2 separate regions of the Mus musculus genome follow, and region 2 is linked to region 1. Evidence: chromatin contacts called from public HiChIP or PLAC-seq data. All regions are on one chromosome and are shown on one strand. Each heading gives the region's core, a stretch centred on a gene start, on an enhancer-like site or on the middle of the called end of the contact. The rest is flanking DNA. Distances are from core to core; before and after follow the strand shown.

What was found. HiChIP or PLAC-seq counts read pairs in DNA pulled down with a chosen protein or histone mark.
Region 2: a contact with region 1 is called in an H3K27ac HiChIP or PLAC-seq map of large pre-B cells, with 5 times the contacts expected there. The contact joins two enhancer-like sites. A contact is called at or near these places in 2 of 115 datasets of contacts at active chromatin or transcription factors (kidney and large pre-B cells).

What each region holds. Positions count from the first base shown.
Region 1 is chr10:95,027,725-95,033,399 of GRCm38.p6, reverse strand. No RefSeq gene overlaps it. Among named protein-coding and RNA genes, the nearest start is that of Gm40744, 69 kb to the right of the region's middle. Within about 2 kb of position 3,714, at least 13 of the 459 cell types and tissues checked have an H3K27ac peak or open chromatin away from gene starts, as enhancers often do.
Region 2 is chr10:95,546,906-95,552,403 of GRCm38.p6, reverse strand. It overlaps Nudt4 (nudix (nucleoside diphosphate linked moiety X)-type motif 4), which reads left to right. Exons shown (of 5, transcript NM_027722.5): 3 at 911-955; 4 at 2,544-2,628; 5 at 2,914-5,397. The coding sequence ends at 3,116. Among named protein-coding and RNA genes, the nearest start is that of Mir3058, 9.7 kb to the left of the region's middle. Within about 2 kb of position 3,738, at least 30 of the 459 cell types and tissues checked have an H3K27ac peak or open chromatin away from gene starts, as enhancers often do.

The sequences.
Region 1 (5,675 bases), core at 2,465-4,964:
ACTCGAGAGGACCTTTGTCTGGCACCATGAGATGGAGAAGCCAGCGGAAGCCAGACATACAGCTCAAGCCAAAGCCACCATTCAAAAACAGACTCATTCATCTTGACATCAGTGTCTGATCCAGAAAGCCAGGATGCTTTGCAGCCTCAAAATAGCACAGAGCAAGAAGGAGACGGGAACACTGCTGCTGGGGAGCCCTGCTGCTGGGGAGTACTGCCATTGGGGACTACTGCCACTGGGGAGTACTGCTACTGAGGAGCACTGCAGCTAGGGAGCACTGCAGCTTGGGAGTACAAGCAGTCTGATCACTAGACCCAGGGCATCCCCCGAACTATATACTGCTTCACAGGCAGATGACAAAGCCACCTGAGACACTGGAACTGTGGTCACAGATGGAGGAGCAGTGTTGAGAGATAATAAAAGGATTGCCACCCATGGGCAGAAAGAAAGGAAACACATCGCAGACAGTCCATGAGCATGGCACAAGACTAACCACATTGGTAATTATTACTGGTGTTCAGTGTACTGATAAGACCACTAAGCTTTTAGGTGTGTACCAAGGCTCTCCCTTACACCATCTCACTTTCATTATTAAGCAACACGACAGTCCTTAGAGACCGTGAATACTCGTGGGAGCATCTTGAAGGGCTCTGAGGAGAGAAACTTTGGGAAGGATTCTCTAACTCTTACCCAGTGGTAGAGCTGAGTCTGGAGCTCTGTAATCTCCAAAGCCCAAAGCCCCACGCATGAAACCAGACATAATACTCCCACGAGGACGATTAGTCGGTAAAGATGAAGTGTGGAGGGACTCTGGATCACCTATGTGCCTCTGAGGTCACAATGGGTTTTTGAAATCGTAAGTGTATATGCTCTTGCCTATCTGTGCATCAATACACGCGCACACATGTATTCAAGGGGCTATTAAACAGCCTTTGTCTTCCTTGTTACACTTAATATTCCCAACAACCTTGAAAAAATGAATTATGGAAGATTTGTTCTAAAAACAGCTACAAGAATATCTTTTATCTCTCTTGTCTTCATGGGGAGAAATAAGTTTGTGTGTATATGTGGGGGGGGGGGCAGGGGTCAACCTCAGGGTTATTCCTCAGGCACTGTGAGCCATTTTTCTCTCATTGGTCTGGAACTTGTCAAGTAGGCTGGAACCCCAGGAAGCTACCTGTCTCTGACTCCTCACAGGCTGTAGGGATTATCAAATGAGCTATCCCCTCAGCCCTCTCTTGCCTTGATGTCTTCAATTCTATCACTAAGATGTTGGTTCTAAGGATACATGCTTTGCCTTTGGGCTGTTTGTGACTTGCTTTTTAGTAAAAAAAAAAAAATAGTTGGTAGATTGGTAAATAGGCAGATAGGCAGATGATAGATAGGTAGGCAGGTAGATAGATAGATAGATACATAGATATATAGATAGATGACATACAGATAATAGGTAGGTAGATAGATAGATGACAAACAGACAAAGATAGGTAGATCTTTGGAGAGATAGATTTAAGGAATTATCTCATGTGACTATGGATTTTAGAAAGTCTAAAATCTGCTGGTAGCTAACCAACTGAAGAGTCAGGGGAGCCTAGATTTGATTCAAAAGTTCAATTCCAAAGACATGTACTGAAGAATTATTTCTTGACCAAGGAAAATCCATTTTTCATTATATTTAATTCTTTAACTGATTGGACAAAGTTCACCACCTTTCGTAATGGAAGGCAGCTTACTCTGTTCAATGTTTACCAATTTAAATGTTAATTCCATAAAAAAAACCACTTCAGAGTAACTTGTGACCAATGATCTAGGCTCCATGGTGCAAGCCAAGTTGACAATAAAATTAACCATCACATTGAACCCTGTTAAAGGAAATTTGAACCTGCTTCTAGTTAGGGTGCAACTCCGCCCTTAGCAACACAACTTTAATTCCTCTGGCTGGAATACAGACATGCCCTTAGTATCCACCTTGAATCCCAAACAATGAAAGTAAAGTTAGTTTGTAGAAGGAAGCACCATATTTGAAAGTGATGTTGAATTTCGAGGCAGACAAAGTGATGAATCAGAGAAAGATTTGACAGAATAGGATATACACAACTCTCACGAGAAGAGAGAGGAGAGGGAAGCAGTTAAGGGAGAGACAGACAGACAGTACAGGAGAAGAGATACAGTCCAGGATACAGTAGAGTTCATGGAGACAGTGCAGCCGAGTTGAGAGGGAGAGTGGAACAGCACAGAGAGGCAGAAGGAGACCGTTTTACTATGAGTTCTACAGACACAGGTGAAGACAGAATGAGCCAGAGAACAAGGATCCAGAAGATTAGGACAGATTGCTGGAGTTAGTCTGAGGCTGAGCAGAGCAGTTCAGGGTCAAGAGAAAAGCCAGACTGGATCGGTCAGCTGGGAGAGGAGTTTGAACCTGAACAGCTGAGTTGTTGAACCAGCAAGCTAGGGTTCAGAAAGAGCTAGAAAGGGGTGAGCTTATTAACCAGCAAGTCCCAGAGGCTGAAAACATTCTAGATCTAGACAGATTATATGGAGGCGAAAAGTTTCTGGGACTGGGCCTCGGTTAGCAGACAGAGGCAATAAACCTCCCAGACATCAATCACAGCAGGAGGATAAAAGTTGCTTTTACACCTAACCATCAACATACTGCACTGGAGTTCCAGGATCATGAAAAGTAGCAAATTCCAGCCATGGGGTTTCAGGCTGTCCGGTGGACGACAAGGTAAGACCAACAACTGCTAGTGGAGCTTACAGTTTTGTGAGTTTAAAACATAAGCAAACATATAGCTGTTGCACATTAAGAACAGGATCAGTCCTCGGGTGCCTTACTAAACACCAGAACCAAATCCCTATGGCACAGTCAGACTGCCTCCTTTTCTACTCTGATTTGCTGGCAGCAATATCTGGACACATCGCTGAGCTGTTTTGTGCCTGGATTTCTCTGTCTGTGAAATGGGCAGGTTTGTGCATTCTACCCTCTCCGCCCACTCTGGTGCTGATGAAGAGAAGGGAGGAATAAAAGTGCCATGGTGGCAGAAAAGTCCTGAGGGCTGCTGTATAATCAAACATGGTTCCTGTAGAGCCCAAATGCAAAATCACTTTACCGTGCAATTCTGAAAAAGAGACATCTGGCCTGGGAAACCTAAAGAAAACCACAATCTTTCTGACCAAAGCAATTTCATTGAATAACTGGTCCTGGAGGCTCTCCTCTCACAGCTCCAATTCACCCACCAACTCAAGTCCACTTAGAAACACATCAGTTTTGTTGTCTCTCTCTCTCTCTCTCTCTCTCTCTCTCTCTCTCTCTCTCTCTCTCTCTCCCTCTTTCTTGCTCTCTCTCCTGCTCTCTAGCTCTCTCTCTCTCTCTCTCTCCCTCTTTCTTGCTCTCTCTCCTGCTCTCTAGCTCTCTCTCTCTCTCTCTCTCTCTCTCTCTCTCTCTCTCTCTCTCAACATCTGCTATGTCTATTTTTACTTTTGGCCAAAATAGAAAAGGAAGCCTTTTAAATACCCTTCTAAATAGTAGCTTTCCTCTCCCCTCACCAAACATTCCAGCACAAAGTATAGAATTTCGTATATAATTGCAGCTACGCCACAAGCTGCTACAGAACAGAATTGTGCAGGAATTTTAGACATGACCTCATTAGGCTACAGTTAGTCTACAAGTAAGTAAGATCCCACCTGGGTGATGAGAGAGTAAAACCCAGGAACCACATCCAGCTACATCTAGCCATCATCTAGAAACGTCTACTGCCAGACCTAAGCCCCATGTGAACACTGTGCTGGTCAATATTGATTGTCAACTAGACAAGATCTAGCCAAGCTCCTGGACACACCCATGAAGGATTTTCTTGATTAGTTTATTTATAACAGGAAGACTCACCCTAAACATGGTGGGGTGCCTTCCACCAGTGGCCCAGAAATAAGGAAGTATGGAGAGCAGATGTGCTTCTTGCCTGCTTGCTTTAGCTTCTCACTGCTGAGTTCATCTACCCCGTTCTCCCACTGCAGGTACCATCCTCCCTGTCTGCTGTTTCCCCGACCTCCATATACCTACTGAATGAAGTCACAGATTTTCCCTTCCTGATACTCAGAGAGCTTCCGTCTCCCGCAGACCAACAGTCCCAGGGCTCAGAAATGAGAGCATCCATCTACGTTCAGGTCTCTCTGCCCGCCAGCCAACTGTTCTCTATCACTATACCCAATGTCCCTCCAACACGAACCAAATGGCTGCCTGGTGATCAGATATGACAGGCAAGAATAACGAAGCATGGAGAGAGCTGGAGAGGTAGCTCAGTGGATAACATGCTTGTAACACAAGCATGAATGAGACCACAGGTGAACCCTGGCCAGAACCCATACAGAAGCTAAGCAGGCATGACAGCCACCTTTAGTCTATTCCTGGGGAGGCAAAGATGGGAGACTCTGGTGGCAAGCTGGGGTAATTAGACTAGCCAATTGGTAAGCACTGCATTTTATTGAAATTGAAATGAAGTAAAGAAGAGAGGAATGGAGGAAGAAACCCTAAATCAACTTTGGGTCTCCATAAGCATGCACACGCACACACACACACACACACACACACACACACAGAGAGAGAGAGAGAGAGAGAGAGAGAGAGAGAGAGAGAGAGAACATGTGCACACACAGAGAAACAGATAGACAGACAGCATAGAAGTGTATCTCTGGTACTATCTCCAAGTAAGAATTAGACTTTCAATTATCACAGGTTCAACCAGTCCCCTATCTCAGGACATAAGCTAGCACTTTGCCCTCTGGCTATGTGCATGAGGTCTCAACAGTACTCTAGAAGTACAGGAGTCATTCTATTCCTGAGTTCTCTTCCCAAGGCTAGCAGGGAGGGAGAGGAGAAGAGAAGGGTGTGAGCATGGATATATCACTAAGAGGCTTCCCGTTGCATGTGACAGGTGAAAACCGGGCTGAAACTATTAGAGTTTCTTTTTCTCACCTAACAGTGGTTGGGAGAGTCGAGGCTGTGGTTCAACTGTCAGGGCATCTCTCAGAATCTCTAGAGACTATTCCCCATTAGTACATGATGGCTGTCAAAGCTTCATATATCCTGCCTTGACAAAAGGTAACAAAGCACTCGAAAGAAGATCTGGATTTTCCTCACAATAAACATTTCCTTGCTTATCTAGATTAGATCTTACCCAGAAGCTCTACAGCAGAGCTCTTTTCAAGAAGGATCCACCAGTGTTGCCAGGGCAGACAGTGAGAACCTGCATTCCCCAATCCTGTGATGGGAACAAACACTGTTGGCTGAGAGAAGAGGTGAGAAAATGGCTGTATGATGGGTAACCAACAGCACCTCCCACAGATGGCCTCCCCTAGACCTCCCTCCATGTCTTCCTTGCTTTGCCTAGAATATGATCTAAAACTGGCTCCCAATGACAGGCACTGAGAAGTCTAGGAACACTTTCATGCATGTTCTTATAGGACTGTTTCCTGAGTGCTCCTGTCAAGGGAATATTCTATATTAACCATCACAGTAGGTTGTCTTATTTGGAGACAGAATAGTTATATAGGCAATTAAGTAAAAAATGGGTTCGTTGGCATGTGCTCTTTAATTTAGCACAGGCTTTATAAACCGAAGTTTGGACAGAAACACCCACAGCTGAAAGACCATATCAAAACACAAGAAGATAATCCTGTAT
Region 2 (5,498 bases), core at 2,489-4,988, 520 kb before region 1:
CAGTTGACAGAAGTGTTCTCTTCTGCAATGTTTATAAGGATTGTCTAGATTACATTCAAACTGCCTTAAAATTCAATAATAAAAGGTGTCACACCTTCATGCACAAAATCTCAAGTGGCCTGATTGTCCCTTCCCTCAGGATTGGAACTTGGCTTTACACTCAGATGAGACCATGTAAGGTAGAAGTGTGTAGTATATGCTAGACTCTGTCACTGGGCTTCCGGGTACATTCAGGAAGGTTTTAGTCTTGGGAGATGGGCTTCCTGGGGGAAATGCTTCCCAGCTTCACTGACAGGAAGCACTGCCATTGCTGCTGTTGCTATAGTAACAGGGGTGAGGAATCAGGACCCTTTGAATGGTGGCTAGAGAATTGTAGCTCTTGCCTGGAAAAGAAGGCAGGTTTGTAAGAAGGTATAGTTGGGCTGGAGAGATGGCTCAGCTGTTTCTCCAGAGGTTCTGAGTTCAATCCCCAACTGTCCCATGGTGACTCACAACCATCTATAAGGGGATCTGATGCCCTCTTCTGGCCTAAGGATGTCTATGCAGCAAAGTGCTCATACAATAAATGAAAATTTTTAAAAATTGAGAAGTGGGGGGAGTCTGTTAGTTCATACAGAAAATTGTTTTCCTTCAGTTTGATAAGAAGTTCATTTTTTATCACCCATGTCATTTCTTTTTAAATGAAAGTCATCTAATCAATCCAGGCAATTGGGATTTGTGTGTGAATTGAGCCATTATTCTATACATAGGCAGTGAGTCTTGGTATGGCCAAGAAATTTACAATTAGACAGCTAACTTGCTAGGGAACGCCTGAACTATTTAGATTCAGAAGTTGAAACAAAACATAGCTTATAATGAATCATTATGAAGATAAGCATTTTACTTACCTAGCCTGTTTCTTTTTTAATAGGCTGGAGTCAAAGGAAAGCTAGGCAGACTGCTCGGAATATTTGAGGTGAGTCACAAAATAGCCCTCACTTTGATTCCTGATTCTTCCTAACAGCAGCCTGCACCAGGTTCCTCTAAAACGACCAGCAGGCAGGCCACTGGTTAGCATCGGGGGAGGCTGGGTAGTTACCCATGTCTGACCGTGGAGTAGAGCTCACACAAAGACTGGCCACATGGGCATAGGCAGCATCTTTAGCAGTCTGAGATCTAGGTCTTAAGATCTGGGGGCGACTGGGTTCTGTCTAGTTCAGCATGTGACGCTGAACAACAAACAGTGACTTGAAGGACCACGGAAAACTCAGGTACAAGGAATAAATGCTAAAATAAACCTCATTTGTGTTCTCTCACTAACGAGGCAGGATGGAATTCAGCAAGGGGACGGTGGAGAGAGAGGCTGGGTTGAGAAGTCAGTGAATCCCTAGTCAGTGTGGTGTGTGCTGTGCCACAAGTACGGGGTCTTCCCTCATCAAAACGTAAGAGTTAGCTCAGTCTTTCTTGGTAGAACCAAGAGTTAATTAAGCCTTTAGGAATTCAAGTGTGTATGTATTGGAATTGATAAGGCACCAGTTCTTGTGGTTGGAGAGATGGCTCAATGGTAAGAATATTCAAGGTAAGAGTACTGGTTGTTTTGCCAGAGGACCTGAGTTCAACTCCCAGCACCCACGTCCACAAGTGTAATTCCAGTTCCAGGGGACCTGACCCTCACTCAGGCATATGCAGGCACATAAGATAAAAAATTTTTAAATGTAGTTCTTAAAATATTACACAAAATGCCTATCTGTGGTTACATAGCACCATCTTCTGGTTAAAGTGAGAAATACAAATTTTTCTGTGATAATGTGTAGAAACCAATTACACCTTTGTCACTATGGCCAGTTTGTAAAGAAAAATCATAACTAAAACTTAACTGGTTAAGGAGACAGCACACTATTTGACAGGAAATGGCAGCCAGCAGTTTTTCCCTTTAGAGTATCACAGCACGTGACATGTTTTTAGCAATTTCCCATTGGCGGTGTTGGACCTCCCGTTTCAGATTTTGAGATACATCATTGTAATGCAGGCTGTCTCAGCTTCTAAATGCTGAGGTTTCTGGGGTGCACCAACATACCCAGACTAGTGTCTTTGGTCTTGAGACAGGATCGTAAATCTGACCTCAGCTGGCTTAGAACTTGCTAGGTAGGTAGTCCAGGCGGCCTTGAAACTGAATCCTTCCTGCCTTGGTCCTCCAGGTTCTGATTTCAGCTGTGAACTACTACTATGCCTACCATCTTCAGTGCAAAGTTTTTTTTTTGTGTGTGTGTGTGTGTGTGTGTGTGTGTGTGTGCGCGCGCGTGCATGCCTGTGCTCATGTATGCACACGTGTAAAGGCTAGAGAACAGCTTTTGGGAATGATTTTCCTCTACTGTAGGCTCCCAAGATCCAACTCAGCTTTTCTGTGCTGAGCCATCCTGCCAATGCCAATTTTGAGGTGTGTGTTTTATATATACACACTTCTGTCTGCATTGCTACACTATGCACCGTCACACTGGAAACAGCCGTGCTGGTCACTGGGCCAGAGCCCTGAATTAAAATGCTTTTTTTCTCTATTCAAGCAGAATCAAGACCGGAAGCACAGAACATATGTTTATGTTCTGACTGTCACTGAAATATTGGAAGACTGGGAAGACTCCGTGAATATAGGTGAGCTTCTGTTCCTTTACTCCGTCCCTCCCACCTGCCATTCCTTCTGGTCCCTCCCACCTTCTGCCATTCCTTCTTAACTGATTTTTTTGGTTACTGTTTTGAGAGGGGTGAACATGTAGTTCTACTTTTGAACTACCTTATGATTTTTCCCTACCATATTATTAAGTCATTTAGGAAGTAAAAAACTCATTGTTTGGGGGGAAAGAAAGGAAATCTTGTATATTAGTAGGGTATGCCTTCTTAAACTGACCTGACAGTGACTGCTGCTGTACTCTTCTCTAGGAAGGAAGAGAGAGTGGTTCAAAGTAGAAGATGCAATCAAGGTTCTTCAGTGTCATAAGCCTGTCCACGCAGAGTATCTGGAAAAACTAAAGCTGGGCTGTTCTCCGACCAATGGAAATTCCTCGGTCCCTTCCCTCCCAGATAACAATGCCTTGTTTGTGACTGCTGCGCCGCCCTCTGGGGTGCCATCCAGTATAAGATAGAGGGTTGGGGTCCCTCCCCCATCATGTGATGCACATGTCACAAGGAGAGGCTCTTTCACTTCTAACACACCTGACTGCTGCTGGCAAACTCTGTATTTGCTATGCAGGGATTTCAAATAATTTGCATGTATTTCATCTGCTTTCAAGTCTTTTAAAATAAATAACAAAATAGCAAAAAATATTTTAAGATGCCAAAGCCATGTGGAATTTTTTTTAAAGCCTTCATTGTACCCCATTCCTTTGGTTTTCATTTTTATAACCTTTTTGACATTTTCACTTTTGTCCACTTAACATTCTATGGTTTGTTTTGACAGATCAACTGGTTATTGGGTATATTTTTTGCCCAATTTTTTTTTTTCTTACAGTATCAAAATAGACACCAAATCTTTGTTGGGAATTAATGAAAAATTCTTGGTATTTAAAGAAATCTATCCACCCCAAAACTTAAAGAGAGTCATATTCTCCCTTTGTAAACTGCAGATTTGGGCCGTGTTTGTATGGGCCAGGAGCCTTTGACAAAGCACTTCAGCTTCCTGTTTCTGAGAATTTGTTCACAGGCAGAATTATGTCACGGTCCATGTACTAGGACCGGTTCCCCTCTGCCACAGTGATTTGATGTGAAAGTGTGCCGTCTTTTAGGGAAAACTGTCAGTACTTACACGTGGCTCTGCATAGCTCATCCTGAAACTGGTTATAGAAATCTATTTAGCACGCTCAGCTGCTATTTCCCTTCTTTGACATAGACTCTATTAGGGGCCACATTTCCCTCAAGGGTGAGTACTCTTTAAATATATTTTCAGTTTCTGATTTAGAGACATTGTTCACCACTGGACTAGACTAACCTTGGATGCCGGTCAGTGACGACTTTGTCACACTAAATAAGATGGCTGTTCTAGGCCTAAGACACTGTCTTGAGGGTCAGTAAGTGACGAGTCAGATGAGTTAACTGTGGGGAAACTAGAACATTCGAGCCAAGAATTATTGTACCTCGCCTTTGTGCTGACTCAAAATTGGCCATCCCATGAAAAAGTACCATGACTTCATGGAGGAAGTGAAGGGGGAGAAGAGGAAAAGATCTTTAGCCATTATTAACCTTTTGTAAATACTCTAACTGGCAAGCTTAAGACAGTGAAGACATTTGTTCTGTCGCTTGTTAACCTTTAAACTGTAATAGTGCTGCTGACAAGGGTCCTTGCCTGTAAGGAAAACTGGCACCGTTTCCATAATGAGATCTTGGGCCACCGATGCAGCAGAACTAAAAGCATTAGATTCCAAAGCAGAAGAACTCAGCCAGTAGTACTCATTCTAAATTATGTAGTGTAACCAAGCGTGATCGTCCAGACCTTTTATATTTTTCTTTGTACAGAGGTCATGTACTCTGGGTGTTTTAAAAGAAACATTTTAAAGAAACCCACAGATTGTCATTCTCTATCTTGTTTTCTCACGATTCTCTGCAATTCTTCCCTGTACTAAACACAACAGAGAAACTGGACTGTTTTGTATAGAATACTGCTTCCAGCAAATAAACCATCACAAGTGCTTGGGGGTTTGTATGTACACGATACTCTCAGAGGTAATAATGCATGAACCTATTTTATATGTAAAATATGTACAGTATTCATGTCAACCATCTCTTTAAAAGTTAGCCTATAAATATTGTTGTATAATTTCTTTGGTCAGAAACATTTGGACTAAGTCATGTCACCTGGGTCAGGATTTCTTTCAGTGCCATTTAGCAAACTGTCTTTAGTCTATGCAAATAGCAAAGATTTACAGAATGCAACTGAATGCAGCTTCACTGTTAAATTTCACCTGAGGGCTCCTCATTATTCTTCTGGAACCCAGAACTTGAAAGATCTAAAGGAAATTGAATCTAGTAGAGCTCATGTCTACCAGCCCAGCCGCCTGCAGCGGGGAGACTGCTGTTTGTGCTTATCTGTGCAGGCGCTGAATAAAACGGGGCAGCTAAATTCTCCAGTTCCATGTGCCTCCTAATGTTTAAAAGAAAAAAGCAAAGTAACTTGTTAAAAATTGACTTGCAAAAAAGTAGAAACTGTTGGGTGGTGGTGTAAAGAAATGGCATTTTCCCACCAAGGACAAGCCATCCAGTTGTCAGTCACACCGTATGAAGCAGCAAAGGTGAAGGAGAGAAAAGGGTATGTGTACAAGAGTTGCTTTGCATGGTCTCATCTGAGATGGTTGCATTCGAACTGTTGTAAGAATTGTAAGAATCTTGACTTTTTTACGTTTGGAAACATCAAATAAAAATGGAAACAACCTCTGTATGTTTATTTTTAGTTTAAGAAGAGCCTGTTTTCATCTTTCAGGTACATGCTTTTACAGGGGGCTAGAGAAATGGCTTAAGAGTGTTTGCTCTTCTTT